2 separate regions of the Mus musculus genome follow, and region 1 is linked to region 2. Evidence: chromatin contacts called from public HiChIP or PLAC-seq data. All regions are on one chromosome and are shown on one strand. Each heading gives the region's core, a stretch centred on a gene start, on an enhancer-like site or on the middle of the called end of the contact. The rest is flanking DNA. Distances are from core to core; before and after follow the strand shown.

The links. HiChIP or PLAC-seq counts read pairs in DNA pulled down with a chosen protein or histone mark.
Region 1: an H3K27ac HiChIP or PLAC-seq map of embryonic stem cells shows a contact between it and region 2, with 12 read pairs. The contact joins the promoter of Klb here to the enhancer-like site in region 2. A contact is called at or near these places in 1 of 484 Hi-C or Micro-C datasets (nephron progenitors), 1 of 115 datasets of contacts at active chromatin or transcription factors (embryonic stem cells) and 2 of 9 other capture datasets (adipose tissue and pancreatic islet).

Annotation. Positions count from the first base shown.
Region 1 is chr5:65,345,793-65,353,372 of GRCm38.p6, forward strand. Klb (klotho beta) reads left to right here and starts at 2,619. Exons shown (of 5, transcript NM_031180.2): 1 at 2,619-3,444. The coding sequence starts at 2,620.
Region 2 is chr5:65,297,887-65,305,134 of GRCm38.p6, forward strand. It overlaps Rfc1 (replication factor C (activator 1) 1), which reads right to left. Exons shown (of 25, transcript NM_001347357.1): 5 at 5,090-5,322; 6 at 4,047-4,124. Among named protein-coding and RNA genes, the nearest start is that of Rfc1, 34 kb to the right of the region's middle. Within about 2 kb of position 2,460, at least 44 of the 459 cell types and tissues checked have an H3K27ac peak or open chromatin away from gene starts, as enhancers often do. A contact at or near this core is called in embryonic stem cells, where this site is marked.

The DNA of each region.
Region 1 (7,580 bases), core at 1,369-3,868, 48 kb after region 2:
AGAAATAAAAATGTTCTTTCGTTTGAGTCTCGAGTGCCTGAAGAGAACAACTGGTTGCGCACACTTTCTAGGATGAATGAGTATGTCTCCGGATCCTGATGACGTCAGAGTTTGAGAGGCTGCGGTCCCCGGAATTGGATGATGCCCTTTCTACCGCGGGAGTCAACCCGGCAGTCTCCTTCCATCCATCGTTCTCTAGACACTGTCATGATTTAGAGTTATAAACTTATTTCTTTATAGTGTGTGTATATTATAGTAACAAAGTATTTGTGTGTGTGGAGAAAACAAATTTTGCCTGTCTTTTCAACCCCCCACACTGGAGCTACATAGACACCTATGGCCGTATCAGCTTAAAAAACAAAACAACAATACAAAACCCCGGAGTCTCACTATATGACACTCACTGGCCCAGAACTCACTATGTAGACCAGGCAGACCTAGAGCTCCCAGAGATCTGTCTGCTTCTGCCTCCAGCCCTGGAATTAAAGGTGTGCACCGCCGCAGCAAGCAGGCCCCACGTTTAGTTTTCTCTTTTTACATTTTTACGGGAAATTCAAACTCAAGACCTCAGGCCTGCATAGGAAATGCTTTTACCCCCTAACCATGTGCCCAACCCCAATAGAACCTTTCCAATGCCAAATTTTAAGTGTTTATTGCTGGTGTGCAAGAAAGCAATTAACTGGCTTTTCTATATTATCTTGCATTTTATATCCTAGTTGTTTGTTTGAACCCGGTTTTTCAGTTGATTAATTTTGGGATTTTTTTTTTCATAAACAATCATGATCACCTATGAGCTTACAGTTTTATTTGTTGCTTCCTAGTGTGTGTGTTTTGTTTCCTTTTCTTGGATTACCTAGAGATTCTACTGCGGTACTGGATCAAGTGAAGAAGATAAAGTATTAAGGAAGCCCAAAGATCAGTCAGCAGGAATTCACACACACGCACACACACACACACACACACACACTAACACACACATCAGTGAGAGTCCACATCTTTGCCTCCTCCTGCTTTGGTAGGAAAACATCTAGTTTCTCATTAAGAAACTTTTCTTTCACTGAGATACACACATATACATTTTGTTTAATCTTTAAGGGGATTTTTTTAGATTTGTTTACTTATTTTATGTGAGTGCATCTGTTTGCCCATATATATATGACGCGTATGCCTGGAGCCTTTGGAGGTCAGAAAAGGGCATCAGATTCCCTCAACTAGAATTACGGCTGGTTGTGGGCTGCCATGTGAGTGCTGGGAATCAAACTCAAGACCTCTGCAAGAGCAACAAGTGCTCTTAACTGATGAACTACTTTCCAGCCTCTGTAAATACAGTTGTTTTTTTATTAAATACACACACACACACACACACACACACATATATATACAGAGAGAGAGAGAGGCTGGAGAGATGGCTCAGCGGTTAAGAACACTGACTGCTCTTCCAAAGGTCCAGAGTTCAAATCCCAGCAACCACATGGTGGCTCACAACCATCTGTAATGGGATCTGATGCCCTCTTCGGGAGTGTCTGAAGACAACTACAGTGAACTTACATATAATAAACGAATAAATAAATCTTTTTAAAAAAAGAAAAAAAAGTTTAAGTACCCTGCTGGGCCTGGCGATGCAGGCCTGAGGCAGGGGAATTGCCATAACTTCGAGGCCAGCTTGTACTACATATCAAGTTCATGGGTAGCGTATTGCACCCCTGCTTTCAAATAAAAGTAAATAGAAAACTGGAGATGTTGCCCAGTGGTAGAGCTTTTTCTTAGCATCCGAAAGACCTAGGTTTGATCTCTAGTTCTGCCAAAAGAAATTAAATTCATAGACCCCCCAACAAGTCCTCAAACTCAAATTGTCTTCCATATCCAGTGCCATGTAACCCCAGGCTGACTTCAGATTCCCGGTGTAGCCAAGTACAACTGTGAACTTCTGTCCCTTTGGATTCTACCTCCAAAGTGCTCCAATCACAAAGCTCCTGGCTACTTGATTTGATTTGGGGGTCTTGGAAATGGAGTCTTGCTCTGTAGCCATTATGGCTTTCAGTTACATAACTTAGGCCATCCTTAAACTCAGCAATCCTCCTGCTCCAGCCTCCCTGAGCCACCATGCTCAACTAAGTTTTTTTTTGAAATAAATAACATTAAGACTGTTCTTACATGTGTATGGTTTTGGTTGAAGTGTAATATCCTGCTTTTAATTATTTACTTCTGGCTATTGACTTGTATGTAAAATTGCTTTTCCTAAAATGGGAGATGATGAAATTACCCGTCAAACTCTAAAAATAGAAAAGTAGATCCCTTATTCAATAAAGTTCAAAACATTCAGAAAGGTCTTCGGCCATGTGAAAGACTACGGAGAAAACGCCATTCTCAGGCATGGTTTCCATACATTTATTTAACACATTCAAATTAGTGTCCGGGGTGCATTTTTCACCGGTCGGATTTTCCTCATCCCAAGAAGACGACACAGGTTGTTGACGGCAACGAGGCCACCTCCCTCAAATTGCGTGGCTCTCATGACCCCATCCTAAGTCTCCCGATCCAGGCTAATCATTGACAGGGCTTTACAATCACAGGCTTTTACTGGAGCGCTGATAAAGACAGTCCAGCAGTTAGTGGTAAATGAAGACAGGCTGTGCAGCAGGGTCTCCGGGGAATGAATGGATTTTCTTCAGCTCTGATGAAAGAAACACACGCTCTAGGAAAACAATGTCCAACAGGGCACTGCAAAGATCTGCCGTGCTGTCTGCGTTTGTTCTGCTGCGAGCTGTTACCGGCTTCTCCGGAGACGGGAAAGCAATATGGGATAAAAAACAGTACGTGAGTCCGGTAAACCCAAGTCAGCTGTTCCTCTATGACACTTTCCCTAAAAACTTTTCCTGGGGCGTTGGGACCGGAGCATTTCAAGTGGAAGGGAGTTGGAAGACAGATGGAAGAGGACCCTCGATCTGGGATCGGTACGTCTACTCACACCTGAGAGGTGTCAACGGCACAGACAGATCCACTGACAGTTACATCTTTCTGGAAAAAGACTTGTTGGCTCTGGATTTTTTAGGAGTTTCTTTTTATCAGTTCTCAATCTCCTGGCCACGGTTGTTTCCCAATGGAACAGTAGCAGCAGTGAATGCGCAAGGTCTCCGGTACTACCGTGCACTTCTGGACTCGCTGGTACTTAGGAATATCGAGCCCATTGTTACCTTGTACCATTGGGATTTGCCTCTGACGCTCCAGGAAGAATATGGGGGCTGGAAAAATGCAACTATGATAGATCTCTTCAACGACTATGCCACATACTGCTTCCAGACCTTTGGAGACCGTGTCAAATATTGGATTACAATTCACAACCCTTACCTTGTTGCTTGGCATGGGTTTGGCACAGGTATGCATGCACCAGGAGAGAAGGGAAATTTAACAGCTGTCTACACTGTGGGACACAACCTGATCAAGGTACTGTACAGCTGGCTTCTCACAAGAGCTTCAGAATTGGGGGGGGGTGTTCTTGGGGGTTAAAGGAAACATTCTTTTAAGGAACAGTTTGCCAAAAATCAACACCACTAAGTTCACGCTAACTTACAAATTCTGTCCTCCAATTTTATATTTAAAGTTGGCTGTGTCTCATCTTCCACGATCAGTACTAATATATTGATTTATTTGGTTTCCTTCACAGCTGCCCTTTGAGGTCATTTTTAAAGTACACAGTTATGTAGTTAGATGTGAGAACGGGAGTCCAGTTTTAGTCTGTGGGAAAGCAACGCTTTACAGAGATTGTGTTTTTCCGACAATCCCTCCCGATGGCAGAATAACGTGACTACACAATCGTTCTAATACGGGTTTGTTGCTCCTGTGCTTGGTGGCACTTAGCTGTGGTAAGGGGAATCGCCGGTAGCTCACCTATGCTTATTAAATACAGAAAATGAAATGATTTACAGCTCACAGTTGGCACTACATGGGTCCCCTAGCAAAACAGGTGGGATAGCATGTGTTGGGAGCTAAATGAAACCAACCATAAAACGTGAGAAGAATAGGCCCTACTTGGGGGAGAGGTATTTAAGATGGGGTATCTCAGAAGCCAGAGTTTGTGCTGGGAAAAGCTCCATGTATTAAAACAATAATGAAAGTGCATAAAAAATAGCAGTTCCTACTGTGTGCGCAGCACAGGTCAGTTTGACCCTCGTAACAGCCATGAAATAGGCCTTCGTTCTCATTATTCTCGTCTTCAGGTGGGACTTTCAGGGAAATCAAATTCAGCCATGTTCAAAATCAAATTCAGCTGCTGTGTGTATGATATTTATGATTGGCAGTGTTATCAAAAGCTCTTTATTTTAAATCTTTTCTATTAAAGGGTAATCTAGGGACTTTGGTGGGACAAAGCCTCACAGGAGACTGACATCTGGAGACAGAGTTAACTTCTTGGATAAATAGTTCACTTGAGAAAAATAAAGGACTTGAAATACTTGTTACATTGTTTAAGATGAAAAGGAAAGGTTATCAGCATTTTATAATGTGGGGGTGTGGGGGGGGAGTAATTTATTCTAAGGAATTAAAATTTCAAATATGTAGGAACAGAAAAAGTGTCCAGGAACACCAAGCTGCTCTATGTAGCCCTTCCTTTCCTTTGGATTCTGGGTTCATGTTAATATAATATATATCTTATATATTTAGCCTGATGGTTTCAGTCACGTCTTCCCTTAGCAGGAAATAAATTGCATTATGATCTCAGGCTCATTTGTTACATCCAAAATAGCTGTAAAAAGTCCTTATTCTCCTTTCTCTCTGCTTCATCAACTCTACTTGCTGTTTCTGAAATTTACATTTATGCATGACAGCATACGTGTGTGTGCCAGTGGATGCCCGTGAGCCTGTTCAAACACACAAGACACACACACCAGTCCTTGTGCACGTGCCATGGTACGCTCGCAGAGGTCAGAGGGCATCTTGCTGGAGTTGGTTCCCTCCTCCTGCCACGTGGGGCCTGGAAAACAAACTCAGGTCGGCAGGCTTGACTACAAGTGGCGCAGGCCACTGAGCCATCTCGGAGGATTTTGCTCTTAAATAATCATGCTGCCCCAAGTTACTTCTCGGGTGGCCTTAACATTTCTAAACCACTAGCCTAGATAAATGGCCTAAGCAGTCCCTTGAAATCAGTAAGAGAGTGAAATCTGCTGCATAGCCCAGTGACCTATCGCACCAGAGAGAAGTCTTGCAATGCTTTGGTAGCCTGAAGTAACCTTGTTTCCCATGTCTCCTCTCAGCCCTTTCTTTGAGAGAGAGAGAGAGAGAGAGAGAGAGAGAGAGAGAGAGAGAGAGAAAGAGAGAGAGAGATTTGCTATTTTATGCTACAACAAAGTATTTTTCCTTCTTGTTTCTCCTTGTGACCCAGGAGAAGCATTCTTTAGAATTAGTTTTTACTTCAAAAATATGTATTAAACTAAAGCTAACTAAGAACCCAATTGCTGTGGATCATAGACTGCTTTAGACTCCTCTTCTCGGAGGTTTTTGGAAATCATATGACCGATAGCATTCTTCTAGTTCTAGAACGATCTAGAAAAGTTTGTCTTAATTTGAAATGTCCTAGTTTAGAGGGAACCAGAATGGTCCAGCTCACTACAGACTAACTTGGAGTTCAGGCTTTTGTTTTGCTTGCTTGTTTGCTTTTGTTTTTGTTTTGCTTTGGGTTTTTTTGTTTTGTTTTGTTTTGTTTTGTTTTTGTTTTGTTTTGTTTTGTTTTCCCAAGACAGGGTTTCTCTGGCTGTCCTGGAACTCACTCTGTAAACCAGGCTGGCCTCGAACTCAGAAATCCGCCTGCCTCTGCCTCCCAAGTGCTGGGATTAAAGGCGTGTGCCACCACACCCAGCTTGCTTTTGTTTTTTAAGATGAAGCCTCACACAGCCCTGACTGTCCTTGAATTTGTTATATAGCTGGGGATGGCCTTAAAATTGTTACCCTTCTGCTCCCAACTTCAGTGCCATTAATACAGTCTAGCCCACCATCCCTAGTTTACATAGATGTTAGAGATCAAATCTAGAGCTTTGAACACACTGGGCAAACAAACTACCAATTGAACCATAGCCCCAACCCTAACTGAATCAGACTATGTTACTGAAGAGACTTTGAGATTCCTTAAAGTAAGTCTACACCTCTAGCATGAATTTCCCATACTCCCACCTACCAATGGATATTCTGTTCTGAGTTTTTAATAGTGTTTGGAACAGAATAAGGTGGATTTTTGGCTTATCCATTTTTAAGTATCTAATCAACTTAAGGCATGTGCAGTTTTCACAACAACCTTACATGGTAACTATTATCATGCCTATTTAACAGAATAATATTTGAAATATGCACTGTGTTGCTTTCCCTGCACAAAACACTTTGATGGCTTCCCAAAGCGTTTGTTACCCAGTCCTTCCAAGTCCCCTTTCTGGCCCCTCTCTCATCCCACTGTCAGATCACCCCCTGGAAGCACATATAACAAGTGATAATGTATTGTTGGTAGTGACCCAGGTTTACCTTGCTAGTCCTCTGCACCGGCCCTTTTAACATGTTCTGTCCAGATAGGATGCCTTTCAAAGCCCTACTTTTCCCTTCCAACACTGTGACAAACTTGCCTTAGCCAGTCATCACCTCAGAGGTAACTAACTGTCCCTTCTGTGGGCTCACCACAGCCATCTCAATTGATCCTTCCTTTAAAGGCATTTTGCCCACATGTCTGTCTGCCTGAGGATGCTGGAGTTACAGACAGTTGCGAGTTTGGAAGAGCAGCCAGTGCTCTTAGCCACCGAGTGATCTCTCCAGCCCCTGATCCTTTCCTTTCTCTTCAGTTAGACTAAGAGTTGCCAGAGCATCTTTTGTTGTTGCTGCTATTGTTTGTGCTTGCTTCTTTTATTGTCTGTTTTTAAGTTCTATTTTTTTATTTATGCTGAGGCACAGGTGGAGAGTTTGGAGGGTGACTTTTGGGAGTCATTCTCTCTTTCTGTCACGCGGGTCTCAGGGATGGAATGCAGGTCCCCCGGCTTGGTGGGAACTACTTCCCCCTGCTGAGCCATCTCTCCGGTCCTGTTCACTGGCTCTTCGATCTCATGCTTCCAACGTCTAACACAGAACATTTGGCCCATCCTAGAGTGTATAAGTCCATTCAATGAACACGCTAGGATTTTTTAAAGGTTTATTTCTTTTGTTTTATGTGCATCGGTGGTTTGCTTGTATGTATGTCTGTGAAGGCCCCAGACCCCTAGAATTGGAGCTACAGAGAGTTATGAGCTACTTTGTGGGTGCTGGGAATTGAACCCAGGGTCTTTGAAAAGAGCAACAACCAGTGTTCCTAAAATGTTGAGTCATCTCTCCAGCCTCTCTAACTTCATCTTTGTAATCAAAGAACCAATGTCAAATTCAATCTCCCTGTTTTGTTGTGTTGCTAATTCGTGAAATATTACTGATATTAACCTGGTGGTGTATTAGTCAGAATGCTGCTGGTTGCAAGTGACAAATTGAATTCAAGTTGGCTTTAAGCAAAAAGGAGCAATTTCCTGGCTGACCGAGCAGAAATAATGAATTCAGCAAGTAGGACACTTCCTCAGAGGACCCTC
Region 2 (7,248 bases), core at 1,210-3,709:
GTCACATTTTCTCTTAATGCTCTTAGTATAACAGATCTCTTCATTATATGTTTTATTATGGTTTATTTGTTCTAAGAAAAAAACCTCATGTGTATATTTGCATCTATATGTGGGTATACAGACCAGCTGAGGGCATCAGATGCCCCAGAACTGGAGTTATAAATAGGTGCTAGCAAACAAACTCTGGTTTGACAAGTCATCTGAGTCACCTCTCCAGCCTAGCCCACCCAGTTCTGTTTTGATTTTTAAAAGATAGGGTCTTACTACACAGCACTGGCTGGCTTAGAAGGCAGGATGTAGACCAGGCTGTCCTCAAACTCACTGAGATCCACCTACCTCTGCTCTAAAGGGCTGAGATTAAAGGTGTGCACCACTACACCTGGCTTATCCTCCTCCCAGCCACTGCTGTGGAAGGCATTGTCTCATTATGTAGTCCTGGACGGTCTAGAACCTTCTGTGTACACCAGGAGGAGATGGGAGGGGAGAGGAGGGAAGGGGAGGGCAATGAATCGAACGAAACTTAGGACTGGGGTTATGGCATGTGATAAAGAGCCCTGCATCTTATCACGATGTTTATTTACTGTCAGTGACATCATGTGGCATTGGATATACTGGCTTCGGGATGAGATAGTGAACATATAGTTACCATGAATGAAAAAAGGTAGAACTGGGGATGGGATTCTTAGGAGATAATTAGGAAAGACTATCAATGATTAACACCCTAAATCTTTCATTAAATTAATTTACCCAAAGAGTCTAAAAGAATGTGACAGAAACAGGAAAACAGGGGACTGTGATACCCTGTGGTTCTCTGCACAGAAGTAGCTAATCCTCCACAGCTGGGCAAAGATAACAGCACGTTAGGTTCCTGACAAGGACTTCACAGTTGGCCTAGGCCACTCATCCTACCTTGCATGAGTCATCAGGACCCCTGGGTAGAGATCAGATAATGCAGTACAACCAAAAACAAGGCAGGTATTTGTTTCGGGTTTTGTTGCTGTTTTGAGACAGGTCTCACTATATAGTATTGGCTGGTCTGGGATTTGCTTTGTAGACCAGGCTGGCCTCAAGCTCTTTTGGAGATCTTTCTCCCTCTGCTGGGATTAAAGGTGTGTACCACCACAGCCAGCTAAGGAATATTTGTAAAACACCAAGTGTGAAGTGTCCAGCTAATAAAATGAAGAACCACACATGGTCTGTCCAGGGCACTAGAACAAGCACTGAGACATAGTCAGCCAATGTTCTCTAGGGTCAGGCTCCATGGAGAAGGCATTGTATCACAATGTCAATAAACAATACAGTCCTGAGTGTCTGGGGACAGGGAAGGGGTCCACAAAGCCCTAACATGAAGACGCTCCAAGATGAGCCCTCCCGGTGAACTCCATCATATTCAGCGTCTGCAAACACCAGGCTCACCCAGTCTTCCCACCCCACCCACAGCTCCCTTAGTCCCCTCTGCCAGAGCCTCTTTATCTCCATTTTTTTTGTTGTTGTTGTTTTTTAAAGATTTATTTATTTTATGTATATGAGTATGCTGTAGCTGTACAGATAACTGTGAGCCTTCACATGGTTGTTGGGAATTGAATTTAGGACCTCTGCTTGCTCCAGTTGGCCCCCGTTCGCTCAGTCCCTGCCTGCTCCAGCCCAAAGATTTATTTATTATTATACATAAGTACACTGTAGCTGTCTTCAGACACACCAGAAGAGGGCGTCAGATCTCATTACCATGTGATTGTTGGGATTGAAACTCAGGACCTTCGGAAGAGCAGTCAGTGCTCTTAACCTCTGAGCCATCTCTCCAGCCCCTTCATCTCCAATGTTAAAGAGCAATCCTAACAATGTTTTTCTTTTGTTTTCTCCTCAAGGTGTCATACAGGTATACAAGTATTAAGTCCCACACAAATGCTAATCACTTGCAAATACATCCTGCAGCTGAGTGCCAGACTTGTTTCCTTGTTCCTCCACCACTTCCTCTATCAGACATCTGCCACTATCAAAACAGAACTCTTTTTAATTAGTGTGTGTGTGTGTCTCTGTGTGTGTGTGTGTGTGTGTGTGTGTGTGTGTGTGTGTGTGTGTGTGTGTGTGTGAATGGGTGTTCAGGTGGAGCACAGAGAACAACCTGTGTGTGTGTGTGTGTGTGTGTGTGTGTGTGTGTGTGTGTGTGTGTGTGTGTGTGTGTGTGTGAATGGGTGTTCAGGTGGAGCACAGAGAACAACCTTTCTTCTACCCTGTACATTGATACCAGAAATCAAACTCAGGAGGACAGGCTTCCATGCCGAGCAGCTTTAATCACTGAGCCATCCTGTTGGGCCTCATTTTTGCCCTGGTTTGGCCCTTGAGGACAAACCCGAACCCGGTTCGAGTTTCTGCGGCCTTGTGGGAAAGCCTAAGCCTGGCTCTAGTTTTGAGACCTGTCTCAGTCACTTCCGCATCAGGATGATTCAGCAAGACCTGTTTGGCCCTGCCTCTGCCTCACTCTTGCTGAGGTAGAACTTTGCCATTGGCCCTGTCAGTCACGCCATACCCTCTGTCACCATTCCTCCTTGCCCCACCAAAAATTCCCCTCCCTATGTTTCGAACTTATATAAGCGAGAGGCTGATGCCATAAAGTTGAGTTCCTGCTTCCACAAGACTCCTGGCTTGGTGTGTTTCTTTTGGGACATCGACACTTGCCATCCTGCTCAGCTCCAGAGAGACCCCAGAGGGACCAGGTTCTCTCTCCTCTAGACTGGACCTGCCGGCACCACCCTGTAGCCGCCAGAACAGAACTAACTTCTTTGTACCAACAGGCTCTGCATCCTGTGTTCTGATCTTCGTAACAGCACCACTGTTCATCCAGCTGCTGAGGTCACCTCTCACTTCCAACCTGACGCGAGCTAACATTTGCCACTTGCCACACCTTAACAATCTCCACGCCAGTCTGCTCATGCCCAACTACAGGGAAAGACTTCAAGTTATCCTGTGTACACTACAGAAGCCAGTATACTTCCAGGACCCACCAAGTCATGCCACTTTACTAAGGACTCCAATTGAGTCCATCTCACAGAGGCTAAATCTGAAGTCCTGACCAATCAATGTCCTTTTCCTAGGTACCAAAGACTCATTGTGACCTACAAGACCTGCTGATGGCTACTCCTCCAAATCCCCTAACTGCCTTCTCATTCATCTGTGTGGCCATACTGATCTCCTGCGCATACTTTCTCAGATGCTTACCCTTGCGATCCTGGGCTCAGTGTGGATCTGAGTCTTCAGCAGTGGCTGCCTGTGCGTCACTCTCCGACACCACGCGCTCCCTACCTGCCCCAGAACTCTACTTGCATTCTGCACGTCTGTCGCTTCCCAGCATCTTGTTTTCTTTCTTGGTTTTCTCTTTAAACCATAATCACCTACTACCAACAGCCATGCTAGGAACTCGGTAAGTGATCAATAAATCCCTGTCAGATATGGGTTTACAGCTCAAGAGAGAATCCTGAACCAAAGGCAGATTTCTAAGACATCAGTGTATACAGTAAAGGGCCAGGGAAAGAGTGTATATGCTCAGAATGAAAGCAAAAAGAAGACAGGAGAAAATGAAGTTCTTTCAAATACACTACAGAGCCTCCTATTCACAGAACTTCAAAATGTTTACATAAATAATTATCTGTTAGTCTCATCATTTATATTTTACAGAAACTTATATTCTCATATACTTTATTTTAATTTATTTTACACCATACTCCTGATGAGGCTCATTTTGAGCTAATCATGGCTGTGCACCACTATAATCCCAACACTCAGAAAACTAAGGCAAAATTGTGAGTTCAAGGCCAACCTGGCCTATACAGTGAGTTCTGGTCCTGTCTTGGAGTGATGGATGGATGGATGGATGGGTGGATGGACACACATACACAGAGACAGGCAGATACAGAGACAAGACAGGGAGGCAGGCAGAACTTATTTAAAAAGAGAAAAGGATTAAAACCATCTTGACTGTTTGCCTGGCTAACAGAAGTCCAAAGTCAGACCATCAAGCCAACAGTGATAACTAAGTGGAATGGCAGTACCTCTGCATCTTCATCCAGCTGCAGCTGCTTGGCGATGGCCTCATCATTTAATCTGGAATCCTCTGTGTTTTGAGAAGACTGTATTCCAAAGAAAATCAAGCAAGATAAGCAGAAATCTGGCTAAAATTAAAGTTTTGGTTGGTTTGTTTTTCTGGCAACACTAACTAAACACATTACTGAGAGATAGGTCACAATCCATACAAGCCCAAAGTCGACCCAAAGTCGTTTGTGGCTGTTCTGGTACATCCAATCTCATAAAGACTAGATACTCTACAGACAGATAACTCTCATTTTGTTCTATTGAAATGTTCAAAAGAAGTGTGCACATACATGTGCACACGCACCGTATATATAGGTTAGTGCTTTGGTTGTCAAAGTAGTCTAAGACATTGGCAAATCAATGTAAACGTGGCACAGTCCTGTGCCAAGGAACCAGGACACACTATAACCAGCTTACACTCACACCTTTACTATACTGTATCTATAGGTCCATTTCCTTTACTATACTGTATCTATAAGTCCATTTCCTTTACTATACTGTATCTATAGGTCCATTTCCTAAATGGCCAGGGAAGAACAAATCCAGCATCAGTCAAACTAGAGCGGATCAGCATAGGTACACTCTGATAAAATAACAGGTCCATCCCATTTCAAAATACAGTTGTGTACATCTGAGGTCAACAGTAAAATAAGTTTACATTTTGAAAATTCCATTTAAATTCTACGAACCATGACTTTTTCTTATAGTTTAAATATTTTCCTGCTTTTGAGTATAAAATATACATATACATATATATACATATATTCTAATTCCCATATCTTCCAAAATGAGGATATTTATCTATATCACAGAAAAAAATCTCATTATTAATAAAGCATGTTTGCTTTATTAATCCCAAGCTTTCCTTATTAGTATCCATGAATGGCTATCAATTCCATTATGTAGCACAGGTTGGCCTCACACTACCGCTCTTTTAGCCTCAGTCTCCCAAGCGCTGAAGCATCGGTGCACACCGGCGTGCCTGGGCATGCCGAACACTTACTTCTTTCCTTTTGCTTGTCACCATCTTCTTCCCAGATCTCTGGACACTTTCAGTTCCAAAATAGTCGAGCACTGACGTTGGTGTGAGTTTTATTGGAGATAACGGCTTGTTCTTAGTCTTAACGTTTTCTTCATTTTTTTTCACGTTTGATGTTCCAAGGTAACTATTTGTAGATACTCCATTCTCTTTTGATTTGGAGGCTGCCTTTTTACATACAAAGTCATCATCTTCATCTTAAATGAAAAGTATTTTTGATAAAGCATAGGTCTTAATTATATAAGCTAATCATTTCTACCAGCTTTTTAAAAAATACTAAGACCTTGAGTTTTTTTTCGTCCTCCTATCTTCTGAATCTAACAGGCACTCTGACATTTACAAGGGCCAGGCCTATGGCTGGCTGCAACACATCCACTATCTACCAGGCACTGAGGATACAACTAAGGGCTACAGCATTCCCTGATCTCACAGAACGCAGTCTCCATAAAAAAAAAAAAAACAAATACATTAATTTTATACATTCATATGTGTGTACACAAACAAATATACACACGCATTTATTTTTGAGCTGCATGAAGAAAACGTGAAGTAAGAGAAGGGTAAGGAGTGATTAAGGATACAAGAGGCCTTAAGTCCAATCTCCCCATCCCCAAAAAGTGAATGAGGAGAGAGAGAACTCAGTAGAAGAGCACCTGCATAGCACACATAGGAGACTCTAGGTTCACTGCCCAACACAAGGGAAAAAAAGAAAAGAAAGAAAAAGAATATGTCTGAAAAACGGAAGGCTGTCCTTTTGGTCAAAGCAATCATCAGAAAGCCTGTTGTTAGGAGCTCAAGCTCAGGCCTGTGTACCAGGCAAGTACTCGCCCCCTTCGCTACAAGCCTTTGGTTTCTAGTTTTGGTTTGGTTTTTCTAGATAGGGTTTCTCTGTGTATGCCTTGGCTGTCTTGGAACTCACCATGTAGACCAGGCTAGCCTTAAAATCAGAGATCGCCCTGCCTCTGCCTCTACCTCTCTCTCTCTCTCTGCCTCTGTCTCTCTGCCTCTCTCTCTCTCTCTCTCTCTCTCTCTCTCTCTCTCTCTCTCCCTCTCTCTCTCTCTCTCTCTCTCTCTGCCTCTCTCTCTCTCTCTGCCCCTCTGCCCCTGCCTCTGCCTCCCAATGCTGGGATTAAAAGCATGCACCACCATCGGGCTTCTCAATCCTTTGGTTTTTAAATCTATGTTGTTCTGGCTGGCCTTGACCTTCCTACATATCCAGAGCTGACCTCCAACTCAAACCTCCTGCCTCAACAACCCTAATGCTGAGATTTCTAGTGTGACCTAAGATACCTGACTAGGGAACATCTCTTAGATAAGCAACATCTGCACAGAGCCATGAAATGAAGACCTGGCAAGAACAGTCAGATAATGTGAGCTGCAAGCACCAGTCACCGTGCTCCCTTACAGTGAATGTCCTCCCAGGCTGAAGGCAGTGTAGTTGCAGGTTAAGAGTTAAATTCTATGGACTTCCTAGGTGATAGAAAGAAACTCATGTGGTAGCACAGAAGCCCGTGTAGCGGAACATCACATGTTGGTTAAGTCTTGTCCTCTGGAGAAGACACTGCAGAGAGGAAAGGCAAAGGCGGGGAGCTCAGGAGGCCATTATAGCTCCGGACAAGATGCTGACTAGGGTAGTTCACAGAGGTGGTTAGGAAGCTCAGACGCTGGCTACACACATAATAAAGGTTGACATCTAATAATTATCTAATCATTCATTTGGAACCTCAAACTGTTGGTTTTATTACATTTTATATCCAAAAAAAAGAAAGAAAGGAAAACCATCCAGCAGCCAGGGAGGTGCCTCAGTGGTACAAGCTGTTTGCTGCCAATCCTGATGACTGCATTCCATCCCGAGACCCTGACTTCCACATGTGATCTAACCTCCAATACTCACTTAGACGCATGCACCCATACATACATACATACATATATGCATATCATATGGGATACATTTTATCCCCAGCCTCTTAAAGCCTCCTCCCCCTTTTTGTTTCCCAGCTACCACACACTCCACACTGTTATGTTCTGCCTTGTCTAAAGCCTAAGATGGGACTGGCGATTCAGCCCCGTGACTCCAGCACCTAGATATCTAACGCAGGAGAAATTCCAGTGAGTTCTAGGCC